Linked DNA regions of Mus musculus: all the other regions are linked to region 4. Evidence: chromatin contacts called from public HiChIP or PLAC-seq and promoter capture Hi-C data. All regions are on one chromosome and are shown on one strand. Each heading gives the region's core, a stretch centred on a gene start, on an enhancer-like site or on the middle of the called end of the contact. The rest is flanking DNA. Distances are from core to core; before and after follow the strand shown. Region 1 holds the start of Ttc7b (tetratricopeptide repeat domain 7B). Region 2 overlaps Foxn3 (forkhead box N3). Region 3 overlaps Foxn3 (forkhead box N3). Region 4 holds the start of Tdp1 (tyrosyl-DNA phosphodiesterase 1). Region 5 holds the start of 3300002A11Rik (RIKEN cDNA 3300002A11 gene).

Region 1 (2,700 bases), core at 86-2,585, 640 kb after region 4:
AAATCACAAACAACCACCAACCTTAAAGAGGCTATGAGATTTCCCTGTCCGTTTCTGGGTAGTTCGGGGTGAAGGTTGAAAAGAGTACACATGTCCTTCCTTGAATGAGCAGTGTCAGTCCTTCATTCATTCCCTCTGTGATTTGTCTGTCCCACGCCTGCTCAGACAGTCTTGGGAAGCCAGAGGTGAAGGAGGACAAAATCCTCTGCCCTCTCTGCCCAGGCTCCAAGTGCCTGCCTGTGGTTTTGGCGCGTACGAAAAGACAAGCAAATATTAACCATACTTGCTTCCAAAACAAATAAGGCCACGTGGAGTCTCGCTCTGGAATGTGATTTTGGCTGCAGTTTTGGTTTGATGGGTTGGAAGAACCAATTCAGCAAATGGGGTCATTGGCCAAGTCCAGCCGCCAGGTTTCCCAAGTCAGATCCTGGTTCCTGGGCGCACCAGGCCCCTCATCCAATCAGCTCCATTTCCCTCATTGTTAATACAGTCTCATCTTCCTGCCCAGTAACCTTCTCCCAGACTCCCTGACTCTGTTTCCCTTGTACTCTCCACCCTATCCTCTCTGGGTCTGCAGATTTGACACCCAACTGTCTTGACCTCAAGACACAAATCCCAACCTGCCAATGCCACCCCTGACACCCTCCAAGTCTGAGCTCCCTCCTGGGGCCCTTGATTACCATATGTTCACAACATCTCCATCACAGGACCCCTGAGCACACCACACACACTCTGGTGGTCCCCAGATGCCCACAGGTATGTCCCGGGGGGCTCCATACACACACAAACGCACACACACACACAAGCTCCAACTTCTTGGAAGCCCGGGGCTGGCCTCCGGTCTCTGGGGTCGGTGAACCTCTCCAGCCTGCACGTCAGGACTCCAAGGCTCCGACAGGCACAGCCCGCCCGCCCAGCCGCACGCCGCGTGACCGGAGGACCCCGCGTTCCCCAAGGGCCTGGCCCGCGCACACCGCGCGGCCTGCGCCTCGCCGCCCGGCCGCGCCCCTGCTCGCGCCCGGAGCCTCAGGCCTAGCCCCGGAGGCCGCGGCGGTCCCGCAAGCCCCGGTGCGTCCGCGCGTACCGTTGGCGATGAGCTTGGCCGACAGCTGCTTGACGAGCTCGGGGATCCGCTCCCATTGGCACTCGGAGCGGCAGCGCTCGATCTCCGTCTCCAGCCGCGAGCCCGCCTTCCTGGTCGCCATGGCCGCCCTGGCCGGCCCGGCGCGCGCCCGCAGGCCCCGCAGGCCCCGCCGCCGCCGGGCCCCGCGCCGCCTCCCGCTGCGGCCGCGGGCTCCGGCTCCGGCTCCCGGCTCGGCGGCGTAACGGGAACGCCGGCCGGGGAAGGGGCGGGGAGCGGGCGGCGGCGGGCGCGGCGGGGCCCCGGGCGCCGCGAGGAGCGGCCCCTGCCGGCCAGGGCCGGAGCCGCAGCGGGCCGGGGCGGAGGCCGGACAGCAATGAGGAGCGCGGGACGGTGCTCAGGAGCGAACCTGGAGCGGTGAGGGGTCAAGCCAGGGCAGCCACCCCGAGGATGCTCTGGGGCTCCAAAGGCCGGGGTTTCTAGTGCGAGAGGGCGTGAAGGGCGAGCCTGCCTCGGCTGGCCCTGCCATCGCAGGTTGCTTGTGCTGGCCTGCGCCCCTCCTCAGGCTCCCCTCTGCCCCAGGTAGCCTCCGTCCCCATCATGTGGCCAGAAGCAGTGGAGATTCATGCTCCTCCAGAACCTGCCCGAAGTTCCTTAAGTGTGTGTTGGAAGAAAGTGAGGGAGGACGTGTGTGTGTGTGTGTGTGTGTGTGTGTGTGTGTGTGTGTGTGTGTAGCTGCAAGCCCAGATGCCAGCTCCCTTGCCCTCTGAGGAGAATACCAACTCATAAGTGGCATTTCCAGGCCTTGACCTTGTAACTGAGAGCAGGGGCAGGTGTCTAAGCTGAACATTATTTCACTTGTGTAATTTATTCAGTAACTATAGAGTCAGAGGTCACCCACACAGAGCTAGGTAGTGTTTTAGGGCTGTGGAAACGGAACGAAGTGGGTACAACTTTGCTTCAAAGTGGGTATAAAGTTCATAGCCCATTCATGGAAATGAATTAATTAAGCAAAATAAAGTAGCAAATTAGGTTATGGGTTGGTTAAGGATGGTGTTGAAGTGATATTTGACAGTTTTAAAGATGAGAGTCGGGGGGATATGGGAGGTGGGGAGGGCAGATCATTACAGGCAGAGCAAAGGCCTCGGCTTTACTATATTTGGTGAGTTAGAAAAAGGCCAGAGTGGCTGGGGTGGAATGAAGGCAAGGAGCTGAGCAGATGATGTCAGGAGGGTGGGGGTTAGTCCATGCCCGGCCTTCTGGATCATTAGAAAGACTGTCTTTCTTCTTGGTGAGATAGGGAGCCTGCATGTTAGTCAGGCATGCAATGGCAAGGCCTGCAAGTATGGACATGACCAGTATTTGGGAAAGTTGGTCAGGGAATGTGGCTTCAGGGGCAGTGGGGGTGTTGGACTCTGCAATACTGCCTCTGAGGATGGAGCTGTCATCTGGGCAGTACCCTGTCACCAGGTTCATCCTCTTTGGGTGTGTCTCCTCCAGCTTTCCAAAGCTATCAAGTGCAGGCTTTTCTCTCATGCCCTGGGGATAAATGAAGACCAGACTCACAGGCCTTGGTTTACAGGATCAGCAACTGAAACTCAGTAAGGGCCAAGAGGAAA
Region 2 (2,700 bases), core at 127-2,626, 600 kb before region 4:
AGTCAACTGGGGGAGAATGTTTGTTGTTGTTGCTTGAGGGTGAAGGTATACGAAGCTGCAGGAGTCTGCACAGATGTTACCGTGAACATAACGAATGCTGTGCCTTTTAATTCTCACCAAGTTCATCAAGTTGGGACTCTTGCTTTTTGGACTGGGCAGGAAGCAGAGGCCTGCACCAGTCAGATGAGCTGCTTGAGGGCACATGGTTGGGGCGGCAGGGGCATGTCATCCCAGGGTTCCATTACCCACATCTGGAGAGCCTGCAACTTTCTTCTACAGGCTGCAAGGACCACTGAGAGTAACGATCTCTTTAAGGCCATTCCACTTAAGAACCTGGGCTACACACATGTGCACACAAATGTAGGCACACATCCCATTGTGTGCGTGATGGCACAGATATGAAAACCCTAAGGCCTGCCGCTTGGCAAGGGCTTAGGAAGGAAACCCACAGGGAGCAGAAAGAATGGATATAAACTTGGCTTCGGAAGCTTAGAGGGGGTAATTTTAAGTCCACTTCTGAAACCATCATTTGAACAGCTTGCTCAGAACACATCCTAAAAGCTTCATTATCCTTAAGTCTTTTGGTAATTTTACAAAAATATTTCTAGACCTCCACCCCAGCAGTTCCACAGAGCTTCAAGGGGAATGGCTTTTCCTTTCCAATTGTACTTAAAGCCAGGGCTCTTTGATAAGACACATGTTACTTATGGCAACAGGATCCAAAGCTGTTTCATCTCTACACTTCATAGTCTTGTTACGGGTATAATTTAATAGATTTCAGAAACATTCCTAAACGCTATGCAATCTAAAAGAAAACATTCCTATTGATGTATTTAGTCTAAAGTTACATCCATAAAAATGAACATCAAGTAAGATCAGTGCTCAGCAGTAGGGTTATTCTTTGTACTAACCTTCCAGTGGCTAATTCTAGGACTTTCTATTCTCCATCCAATCTTTAGCAATCATAAAGTGTATGTTGGGGGACTGGCTCCATAGGTAAAGCAATTCTCTGTGTAAGTGTGAGGACCTGAATTCAAACCCCAGGAGCTCAGTGCAGGCCCCTTACTGGAGCAGAAAAGCAGAGGCAGGAGGATGCCTGGCAGCTCCCAGGTCAGCTAGCCTGAAGTACTTAGGTGAAAAGACCCTGTCTCAAAAAAGGCAGACACATGTACGAAGACTGGAGGATGTCCTCTGCCCTCAACACTTGGACCACAGCACGGGCATACCTACAAGTATGTGCGGTGTGTGTACACACATAGACACACAAAGACACACACAGACAAAAGACAGACAGACACACAGACATACACACACAGAGGGGAAGTGGGGGAAACAGATGCCTTGCCTCTTGAGGAAGTCTCTGGTAAATGTTTTCAATTTCCTGTCCTCAGCCTTGCTGGCCATAACGTCTTACTCAGCAGTCTGCTCACAGGGCTGCTTTCTCAGAGGGCAATATGAGACTTCCATGAAGACAGTTATTAGAGACAGGGGTCTGGAGATTAGCTAAAGTTAGGGTCAAGCAGGGAAATGCAGACTATGGAACTGAAGGGGCCTTCGACTGTACAGCAGGCTACTGGCATGGGAAGTTTAGACAGCTGGGCTCACAGGTGTGGGGGGTGCGGCTCAGCTCTTGCCTGGCACACTCAAAGCCTTCAGTCTCCATCATATACCAACTGAACATGCTAACACAAGCCTGCAATCCCAGTACTTGAAAGGTAAATGGACATTGCAAGTCTTAGGTATACTACATACCTAAGACCCTTCATTCCAAAATAAATAAATAACCGGACCAGCAAAGATCAAAATGAACTAGCGGCCTCTTTGAAAGTCGTACTTCCTTGTTATTTTTTAATGAGCATAAAAGCATGTTCCAAAGCACACAGAGAAAGATTAGAGGAGCCCAGGAGCACCCCTCCAACTTCACCTCTGTAAACAGACCGGCACGCTGACAATTACTGAAGCTCCAGAAAAAGCTTTCCTCACTGCAGGACAAAAAGACAAACAATGCGGAGGAAGACTCAGAGTCTACCCCGGGCCAAGGAGAACAGAAGGCAGTGGGCATCTGAGGGCAAATGTGGAGAGGGGCTGCCCCCTCCCTGTAAGTGCTAAGGTTTTTTAGTGGGCACGCCTGGGGGCAGTAAGCAGATTTATGCAAGAGGTGAACGCCCTCCTTTGCACAGTGGACAAAAGAGTCAGCTTGCGGAAGGGATGAAAGATGCCAGAAAGCCCAGGGCGAGCTGCCACTTGTGAAAGGGACAGGCGGGCGGGGGAGGGTCTCAGAAAACCCAACAAAACCAGAGATGCGGGCCCTTGGAGTCAAGAACTCAGTGCCAAAGAGTGGTCCCTGAATCCTGCTAGGATCAGCAAAGAGATGCTGGCTGGGCTGACGTTCAGAGTGGAAACTGACAAGAATGCTCCTGGGAAGATTTTGTGGTGTTTCTCCATGAGTGTGTGGAAGAGCGAACCCTTTGGAGATAGACGAGATGAACAGGTGAATGCTGGTCCTGAGGAGTAGATTCACAGGAAAGGGCGTTGCCAAAAAATGAACACAGTGAGCCCCTCAGGGACGGTAGTGGTGGCGTGACAGTTAAGCACTGATTGCTCTTGCGGGTCACCTGGGTTTGGTTCCTGGCACCCAAATGGCTGCTCACAACCATTTGTAACTCCAGTTCCAGGGCACACCCTCTCCTGACGTCTGTG
Region 3 (2,700 bases), core at 97-2,596, 620 kb before region 4:
AATACCAAACATCGTTCCATAATTGAAATTATAAAGAAAGCTCTTGCCTTAAAAATACAAACACAGGTAAATTAGGAATCTCCGGGGCACACTGAAATGAGTCTCCCGAGAGTCTGAACTTCACCGATAGGCTCTCTTCACTAAAGCCTGCCAACGGTGGAAAGGAGCATTCTCCAATGCATCACCCACTGTCACCGTCTCTCCCTTTTCATGTGACAGAGTCCTCATGGCAGACAGCTCAGGTAAGCGTCTGAGGCAGAAGCTGTCGGTGAGGGAGGATCTGTTGACAAGCACCTACCATAGTCTGTGAGGGGGCCGCCGGGAGGCGGCATCAGGTACTTGAGGCCGCACACCTTCCACAGGCACCTACCTAGACAGATGCAGCTTTCTAGGAAAGAGACATCCTTTTCAGAATGTTTCATGTAGACATGGTCATGCTGCAAGGGGGATAATTGCTACACCACTCATTTGGAAGGCACTCAGCAAGCACCTATTATACACGGGGGACTCTGGCGACTGAGGGAGGAAAGGCTCATGGTCCCCGCTCAATCAGGAGACACAGGCACAAGCCAGCAAGGGACAATGCCAGAAAAGACACAGCAGTGTGCGAGATTCCAACAGGAATTTGGACATGCTCCTATTACAGCCAGTGGGCCAAAGCTGTATGCTTCTCCCTAGCTGGGGCTTCTGATGGTCTGAACATATTTTCATTGCTGGGAAAAAAAAAAATCAAAAAAAGGAAAAATAACTCCTGACACATGAATGTGATATGAAATTCAAATATTAACGCCCATGAATAAAGATTGTTTCTGAACTGAGTCATGACCGTTAGTGTTCATACCGACTTGGCTGAACCCCACCTCTGCCAGCAGAATGAAGCCATTGGATGACATGGAAAGCCACAACATTCGGCATGTTGCCCTTTCCCGAAAAGGCGCAAGAGAGCATGACTGAAGGTTGGGGTTTTGCTTCTGATAGTGGGATACAAATACGTATGAAACCATTAAACTCCAGCTTGCTGTGTGATAATTAGTGAGACAGCAGTTTGGAGAGAGCCCACAAAAACTGCTGCTTACAAAGGAGGTCACCCTTTGATGTCTCCATTTCACAGAGGAGAACCTGGACACAGACATCCAACTTTCCCTTCATGCCCTGAGGAGTGACCCAGTCAGAGAGAAACCCTAACGTTTCTGCCATTGTCATGCATGTGCCCGGCTCGGGCTGGAAGCATGCTATTAACTCTGAAATTCGAGAGGAAAGAGGAAGAATCTAGATGCAAAGTTCTGGGTTTACATTCAGTGCTTTCATCAAAAAGGGGAACAAAAGGGGAACAAACAGAACTCATGCACTGGAGCAAGCCTTTGTGTGTCCTCCCATGTCATGCCTCCCGCCTCCCAGGCGCTTCCTGTACCCACTGGTGAGCAGCTCACTGGTCCTGTGGGACAGTCTAGGCTATCTGGCTTAAGTCCCCAAATCCCTTCCTTTGCTGTGGTACTTCTCTGAGCCAACTCAGCCATCGGGTTCCCAACTTGTCAGTCTTGGGAAGCCAAGATTTCCAGTCTATGATGGCACGGAGACTGGACTATAATATTCATCCCCAAAGCACCTTGCTTTTACTTGAAACAGGGCTCGGTTAAATGTGTAAGAACATGACACTGCTTTAACTTGCCAAGAGGAACTTGAGCTTTATAGTTTACACAGAATGTGGGATGTATTTGGTCCACTATGATACAGGGTTGAGCCTTCAAATATAAAGAGTCCTCAGAGTTAATCAAGTACTTAAGGTATCACACTTTCTTTCCACATGATCACAATCAACTACCATCTCCTTTACTGAGTATTTCTTCATTTTTAACCTATTTCTTTTGTATCATATAATGCAACATGCTTCTTGGCAGCTATGTCCGCGTCCAAACAACACACAGGCCACTAATTCTCCAAAAGCTGCAGGAAACAAGAGATAATCATTACAAAGCATCCAGGACCTGGAAGCACTGTGAGGAAGGAAGAGGTTAAGTAGCGCCAACTGGGATAATAATTCAGTTAACCAGAGGTAAAACCATAGAGCCTAGAGCTTAAGAGGAACTCTCTTACTCTGACTTTGGGAAGCCTATCATGCTACCAGAGGCTCTGTGAAGATACCCAGATTCTAGGTGAAGCCTACATTTACCTAAGCCTCTGCTCTCCATTTCTCTGGGGGGATAAAAGGTAAGCAGAAATATGGCTGTATCAAAAGAATACAAGCCAGGCATGGTGGTGCATACCTACAATCTTAGCACAGAGGCAGGGGATCAGTTTAAGGCTTTCCCTATAACACATTGAGTTTAAGGCTACAGGAGACCCTGCCTCAAAAAAGCTGACTAACTAAAGAAAGATACAATACAAACTGAATTTGGCATTTGCGTGAGCTTTTAACTGGGGCAGAGAATACAGTACCATTTCCTCGGGTGGGTAGTTTTGAGGCACTGGGGTGACCAGGTTTACTTGGGGAGGTGGGGAACCTCTGTACAGCGATAAGAGGCAAGGTCAGGCAGAGGGTTATAAAGGCATGAAGCATCTGCAGCTTGGTCCCTGTGCTGATCTTGGGGACAGGGCCAGAGACTGCCTGAAGCCACTAGTTTAACTATAAATGGCTCCCTCCTTGTCAGTGTTCGGCAAGGGCAGAATGTAAGCCAGCCTGGGTCTGGAGAAAACTGGCCC
Region 4 (2,700 bases), core at 102-2,601:
GTGTGGTGGGCGGGGAAGTGATCAGAGTCCTGCAGCAATGCCAGAACCAAGAGGGGTGACAGAAGTGGCCCTGGTCAGGCTTAAGTCTGAACTCGGGTCGCGCTCCCACACCTACTTTCACCCATTTCCTGCGTTCTGAGGCGCTGGCTTCGCCTGCTCGGGGCCTTGCGCCTGCCTCTGACAAGAACATCGCCACCGACACGGAGACCAAGCCAGGCGTCTCCTCCGCTGCAGCGAGAACACAGACCAGCCACTGCGGCCTCGCCCACCACCGCTGGGACTCAACTTCGCCGCGCAACTCCAACGTCTCCTCCCATTGGTCAGTCTCCGAGCCACTGGCGTTGATTTCGTACTGTCATTGGTTAAAGGCGCTGTTTAACGATGGGGCGGGGCCTCAAGGCCCGCTCCCAGACCTTGGCCCCGCCCCTACTCGATTTTTCTTGTCTTAAGGGAGGTCTGGTACCTCTGGGCTCTCTTAACTCGTTTTGATTGCTTTCAGGCTCTCTCCCAAATTTACAATAAACTCTTTTTGATTATTCTGACCCGTGTCATTGCTAGATTTGGCAGGAGACACACGAAGAATGTGAAAAAAAAAGCACACAAACACAAATAATGAGTGAACACCAAGATTCATTTTTAAACTGCAAGTCTTTGGACGGCCTTCGCAGAGCAGCTACTATGTTTATTTTCGCCCTCTTGGTAACCCTGGCACGTAACACTGTGTCTAGGACAATTAAACGGAATGTCCCGTTTTTTTGAATGTTTACACAGAATTGATTATTCAACCCCCCGGAAGGCGATGCCTGACGTGAGGCTGACTTAAGGAACAGCACAAGAATCCCATACCAGACATCTTTATAGAAGATGAGGAATACCCTCTACCCTTCTGGCAAATCAGTGAGATTGACAAGAACATGACCGTTTCAAAGGAGAAACCTTCAAAGGAGGTTCTGAGTCTGATGGGAGCTCATTTAACTTTTTATCTAGCAGTCGATTTTAAAGTCTGAAGCAGCTGTCTTTTTCTACCGCTCACCCATCTCCCAGAGCACGCCGCTGTCTTAGCCTTGAGAGCCTGAAGCTGCCTAAAAGCATCCCCAGAATGGAGTCGTTGTTTGCAAATTAACCTCGAGAGAGAAGCTACCACAGCTTTCTGTTTCTCTCTTCTTTCAACAGGAAACTAGCAGAGAGTGAGGCGTTCATTCGGCTCTTTTCTGGTCCTCTTGGTCTCAGGCAAATGAGGCTGTCTTTAGGACCCAGTGGGGGGCTTCCGGAAGGGGAAGCGGCTGGCTAGCTAGGCGGCGGCGCCGGCGAGTTTGAACTGCGCGCATGCGCGGGCGCGCCGCGGGGCGGAGTCTCGGCGGCGGCGGCGGCGGCCTGGCGGGTCAGGTAGGTGTCTGCCGCTGCGGGCGCCGGCTCGGGGCGGGCTCTGGCGGCAGCGGCGGCGGTAACTCTGCGCCCGCCCTCCTCATGGCGGCGCGATGGCCGCTGCCATCAGATGTGGTAGTGGAAGGCCAGCAGGGCTCGGTGAGGACCGCGAGGAGAGCGGCGAGGCCGGGGTCCTTGGGCAGGGTTCCTCCGCTCTGAGTCCCGGGAGCCCCGGACCCTGCGCTCCTAACCCTTGGGACGCGCTGCAGAGCCGCTGGCCTTCGCTCCCTCCGTGGACCACGCTCCACACCAGGGACACCGCCGTGATATTGGGCTGTCTTGAGGTTGAAATGAGTCTGTACGCTTGGAATTGTGTCTGGGCAGAGCTGAGCGCTCGGGGAACGTTGGCAGCTTTACGATTTGCTTACTGTACCCCCAAATTACTGCTCCTTGACCATCGTCAGCACCCCACAGCCCAGCTCCTGCAGAAGCGTCCTTATCGCCACGTGTGCACAAAGTTGTGTTACATATGATCATTTTAAAAGACTAGACGGGCCAAGGCACTCTCACTGGGAGTCCCATTGTCTTTAGAATAAAATTCGGCTTTTAACTTGCCTTACTGTCCCCACCCCTTCTTTCTGGACCATTCCTGTGTTACAGTTAGAACCTAGCTACCTCCTCCTGGCCTTCAGCAGGTTGGATTCCATCTGTCTGGAATGTTTCTCGACTGCCTTTTAGCCCGCGGATTCCTTTCCCTCCCAGGTCTCATGCTATGCCACAAATGATTCCAAAGAAAAGTTATCCCTGTAAAATGTAGTGAGCATCTGTAGTCATCTTGACTTTTAGGCTTTTTATGTGTTAATGTGTGCCTTTCACCCTGAAATTAAACCTGTCTAGGATAGAAGCTTTATATTATTAACTCTTTATCCCCGACCTCAATTCTGCTTACTTCCCGGCTCAGAGGAAGGACCACCTTGGAAGAATCTGGTGCCTCTGTCTTAAATGTCTGAGGAGTAGTGTCTATATAGAAGAAATACTGAGTCTGCTCAGCCAACCGGGGAATAGTGGAAGCAAGGTTCTAAGCGGAGTGCCTTTTTTTTTTTCATCAGCTGTTGTGTGTGTGTGTGTTTGTACACACACCTATACAGGCAGTTTCCGACTGTCTTCCTCAGTTGCGCTCTGCCCTGTTCTAGTGAGTCAGAATCTCACAGAACCTGAAGATGGCGGCAGTTTTCTTTCTGGGTGACTGGCCAGTGAACTCTCAGACCTCCTTGACTATCACAATGTTGGGGTCATAGGCACAGGTATTATGCTGGGCTTTGGAACTCATGGCAA
Region 5 (2,700 bases), core at 122-2,621, 540 kb before region 4:
GTGGGGTGGGCTTGGAAACTGAATATCGACAGTATTGCAATAATTAGTGCCAGGCTCCCCACCAACCCCATAAAAAAGCAACTCTCTAACCCCAATCCCAGCTTCTATTTCAGGAATGGCTACCATCACAAGAAGAGAGGCAGGCATATGGCTCTCCCCTTCTGGACATTCCTACAATGTAGGCTAGGCTGCTCTGGAAAATCCCATCTCTTCCTCCTACAGCTATATGACCTCGAGTTGTCATTTCAAATAAAGTATGCTTCCACTGATTTTTATGAACACAGACAAAAGCAGCTACAACCTTCCTTCCCCCAGCCCCCCAAAAATACCCTTGCGAACCAACTGTAGTTGCTATGTAGGGTTATTTGTTTCTAAGGCAACAGCTTATGTCTAAGTACTAATGGCCTGTCCTTTTGCCAGGCAACAAACAGCCTTGTGATGCAAGTGCACCTGTCTCAGCTACGCGTTACTATGGAGACACTCCAGTTACTATGGCTACCATCACGCTAATCGCCTAGCAAAGGCAGACATACAGCAGTCTTCTCATAGAGCCCAGCTGCTTCTCCCGTCTCTTGCCGGAGACTGATTGTCTAGGGTCTGTGATGGAACGCACAAGAACTTCATTAATGCCACGTTGGAAGGCTCACTCTGTGTGCCCTCCTGCAGAATAAACATCAGAACAGAAAAATCTGCAAGTGGACTGTAAAATTCCCCAGCCTTCTGACACCGGGCCATTCCCAATTAACATAAATGTCTACTCCACTGGCAGTTTCTCTTAACCAGTTAACAAAGGAAATGCTGCTACATGCCTTCTAGAACTTCTTGGTAGGGGACTGGAAAGATGGTTTAGTGATCTAAGAGCACCGGCTGCTCCTCCAGAGGATCCAGGTTCAATTCCTAGCACTGACACAGTGGCTCAAATCGCCTGTAATTCCAGTTCCAGGGGATGCAATGCCCTCTTCTGGCCTCCACAGTCACCAAGCATTCAAATGCTACACAGACATAAATGAAAGTGAAACAGCTGTACACTTAAATAAAGTAATTTTCAAACTTTCTTAGTGGGCCTGATGACAAGCACCGTGAAGAGCTAAGACTCCATCCACAGGTTGAAATCCGGCTCTTTGTTCTGTAAGGCCCTTTCTTCTAACTTAGCACTGACATGCTTTTTAAACTGTGACAATCTACCTAACACCCCTCCCATTGTATATTTGTAAAAATGCACTCATGACCTCAGTCTCATGACAGCCAGACACGTGAGGAGGGAAAGTGGCCATGGTTCTCAAGACAAACACTTAGTAACCACAACAAACCCATCACTCAGGAGCCTGTCGACATGGAAACCGGATGACAACAACCGAGCCTGCCTTCTTTCCACATCTCTAGAGGCAGGCCATGGGAAGGTGGAATCACCTGTGTGCCTCACCGCTCTTATTCCAACAAAGCGTGACCCGCAGAGATAGAAAAGCTGTCCACTTTCCTCTGTAACCGATTCTACCCAGGAAGACGCTATTTACCTACCAGGAGCCCTTCCGGAGCCACACCCGCTCAGTCGGAGCTACAGAAGCGGTAAGCTTCCCAGGAAATGCATAGCCAATGGATGTGCCTCCTCATCAGACTTAATTCTTTTTCCCATTAGTCTGTAGTTATTTTTAAAACATTCATACGGCCTACTAAATTAGTTTTAGAGACTGTCTCTGCTAAAATAACAAAATTCCAGGAGACTTTAAGAAAACAAAAACCCCCGATAGTGCGAGTCACTTACCTTTGATAAGCCTGAGGAGTAGGAGGTGGGTGGTAAGGTGTCTTTTTCAGAGCCTGAATTAGATTTTGTCTATACTCTGGGTCGATGCACCACAATGACCCTTTCCCAATACTCTGCAAAGAAAAATTAAAATGAAAACATATTAATACAGTACAGAGAATTTTGTGGTAGGCAAATACAGGGCTATATTGTAGTTATTCTCCAAAGTTTCCTGTTCATTTGCTAATGATTTCTCAGGCTGACAACAGGACACCATTAAATGCTCTCTGCTCCTCTTTGCCCCGAGTAGATGAGGTCAGATGAACATGTAGCTACCAGATTATGTTGATGCAATAACATGACTGTCAAATCTGAACTACCCCCAACCCAAAATCCCTTATTTCTCAGTATGAATCTGGAGGAATATTCAGACTCGTCCAGAAGTCTCTAACTTGGCTGACGTTCATGGGCGCTGAGAAGACCTTTCGAAGCTCCATCTCTGCTCTAAAAACCCCAGCTGTTTTAAACCACATTATCTTGGCACGATCTTACAAAAATGGAAACGTAATCCACTCATTGTTTTTGGTATCCCGTCCCCCTTGCTCACAAAAGAACATTTATGCTTGGAATGGAATTTATAATTACCTTCCCCTCAGAAACAAAAGACCTGGCAACAATAGCAAACCTAAGCCAGAATTCAAAGTATTTTTTATTTTTATGGGGGGGGGGTGTCCTTCAGTTCACAGCAATCTGCTCTTGTCTCTAGGAATCTTTAGAAGAGGTCACACTTTAAAAGTGTAAATTGGCTAAAACTGTTCCCTGGGGGGAAGGGGGCAGCTTTCCCTGAAGGCCACTTTTGGGCTGGCTGGAGGCAATTGGTCTGAGATCAGCTTTAACAGTGGGTGGGGGTGGGGAACAGCTGCTCTCGCCTGCCCTGCTTTCAACTGGGTCAGTGTACC

Evidence for each region. Promoter capture Hi-C pulls out the DNA fragments that hold promoters and counts their contacts. HiChIP or PLAC-seq counts read pairs in DNA pulled down with a chosen protein or histone mark. Capture Hi-C pulls out chosen DNA fragments and counts their contacts.
Region 1: a promoter capture Hi-C map of adipose tissue shows a contact between it and region 4. The contact joins the promoter of Ttc7b here to the promoter of Tdp1 in region 4. A contact is called at or near these places in 4 of 39 promoter capture datasets (the 3T3-L1 cell line, hippocampal neurons, liver and 1 more), 1 of 484 Hi-C or Micro-C datasets (CD4 T cells), 1 of 115 datasets of contacts at active chromatin or transcription factors (memory CD8 T cells) and 2 of 9 other capture datasets (adipose tissue and liver).
Region 2: an H3K4me3 HiChIP or PLAC-seq map of stem cell-derived neural progenitor cells shows a contact between it and region 4, with 4 times the contacts expected there. The contact joins the enhancer-like site here to the promoter of Tdp1 in region 4. A contact is called at or near these places in 3 of 39 promoter capture datasets (the 3T3-L1 cell line, embryonic stem cells and hippocampal neurons), 10 of 115 datasets of contacts at active chromatin or transcription factors (astrocytes, bone marrow-derived macrophages, cardiomyocytes and 7 more) and 3 of 9 other capture datasets (adipose tissue, embryonic stem cells and macrophages).
Region 3: an H3K4me3 HiChIP or PLAC-seq map of bone marrow-derived macrophages shows a contact between it and region 4, with 8 times the contacts expected there. The contact joins the enhancer-like site here to the promoter of Tdp1 in region 4. A contact is called at or near these places in 8 of 39 promoter capture datasets (3T3-L1-derived adipocytes, the C10 cell line, HPC-7-derived erythroid cells and 5 more), 1 of 484 Hi-C or Micro-C datasets (bone marrow-derived macrophages), 5 of 115 datasets of contacts at active chromatin or transcription factors (bone marrow-derived macrophages, embryonic basal ganglia, embryonic forebrain and 2 more) and 4 of 9 other capture datasets (adipose tissue, liver, macrophages and 1 more).
Region 5: a promoter capture Hi-C map of second pharyngeal arch cranial neural crest shows a contact between it and region 4, with 9 times the contacts expected there. The contact joins the promoter of 3300002A11Rik here to the promoter of Tdp1 in region 4. A contact is called at or near these places in 16 of 39 promoter capture datasets (the 3T3-L1 cell line, 3T3-L1-derived adipocytes, the C10 cell line and 9 more), 2 of 484 Hi-C or Micro-C datasets (muscle stem cells and uterus), 14 of 115 datasets of contacts at active chromatin or transcription factors (astrocytes, bone marrow-derived macrophages, embryonic basal ganglia and 11 more) and 2 of 9 other capture datasets (adipose tissue and liver).

What each region holds. Positions count from the first base shown.
Region 1 is chr12:100,519,487-100,522,186 of GRCm38.p6, forward strand. It overlaps Ttc7b (tetratricopeptide repeat domain 7B), which reads right to left and starts at 1,336. Exons shown (of 20, transcript NM_001033213.1): 1 at 1,085-1,336. The coding sequence starts at 1,205.
Region 2 is chr12:99,283,250-99,285,949 of GRCm38.p6, forward strand. The region is part of intron 4 of Foxn3 (forkhead box N3); the gene reads right to left. Among named protein-coding and RNA genes, the nearest start is that of Gm46371, 46 kb to the right of the region's middle. Within about 2 kb of position 1,377, at least 66 of the 459 cell types and tissues checked have an H3K27ac peak or open chromatin away from gene starts, as enhancers often do. A contact at or near this core is called in adipose tissue, bone marrow-derived macrophages, embryonic forebrain and 3 more, where this site is marked.
Region 3 is chr12:99,263,250-99,265,949 of GRCm38.p6, forward strand. All of the region lies in intron 4 of Foxn3 (forkhead box N3), which reads right to left. Among named protein-coding and RNA genes, the nearest start is that of Gm46371, 66 kb to the right of the region's middle. Within about 2 kb of position 1,347, at least 59 of the 459 cell types and tissues checked have an H3K27ac peak or open chromatin away from gene starts, as enhancers often do. A contact at or near this core is called in adipose tissue and bone marrow-derived macrophages, where this site is marked.
Region 4 is chr12:99,883,167-99,885,866 of GRCm38.p6, forward strand. Tdp1 (tyrosyl-DNA phosphodiesterase 1) reads left to right here and starts at 1,352. Exons shown (of 16, transcript NM_028354.5): 1 at 1,352-1,386. It overlaps Efcab11 (EF-hand calcium binding domain 11), which reads right to left and starts at 276. Exons shown (of 6, transcript NM_030172.2): 1 at 116-276. The coding sequence starts at 190.
Region 5 is chr12:99,339,660-99,342,359 of GRCm38.p6, forward strand. 3300002A11Rik (RIKEN cDNA 3300002A11 gene) reads left to right here and starts at 1,372. Exons shown (of 3, transcript NR_166805.1): 1 at 1,372-1,566. Foxn3 (forkhead box N3) reads right to left here. Exons shown (of 6, transcript NM_183186.2): 3 at 1,763-1,875. RefSeq lists an enhancer at 1-1,612.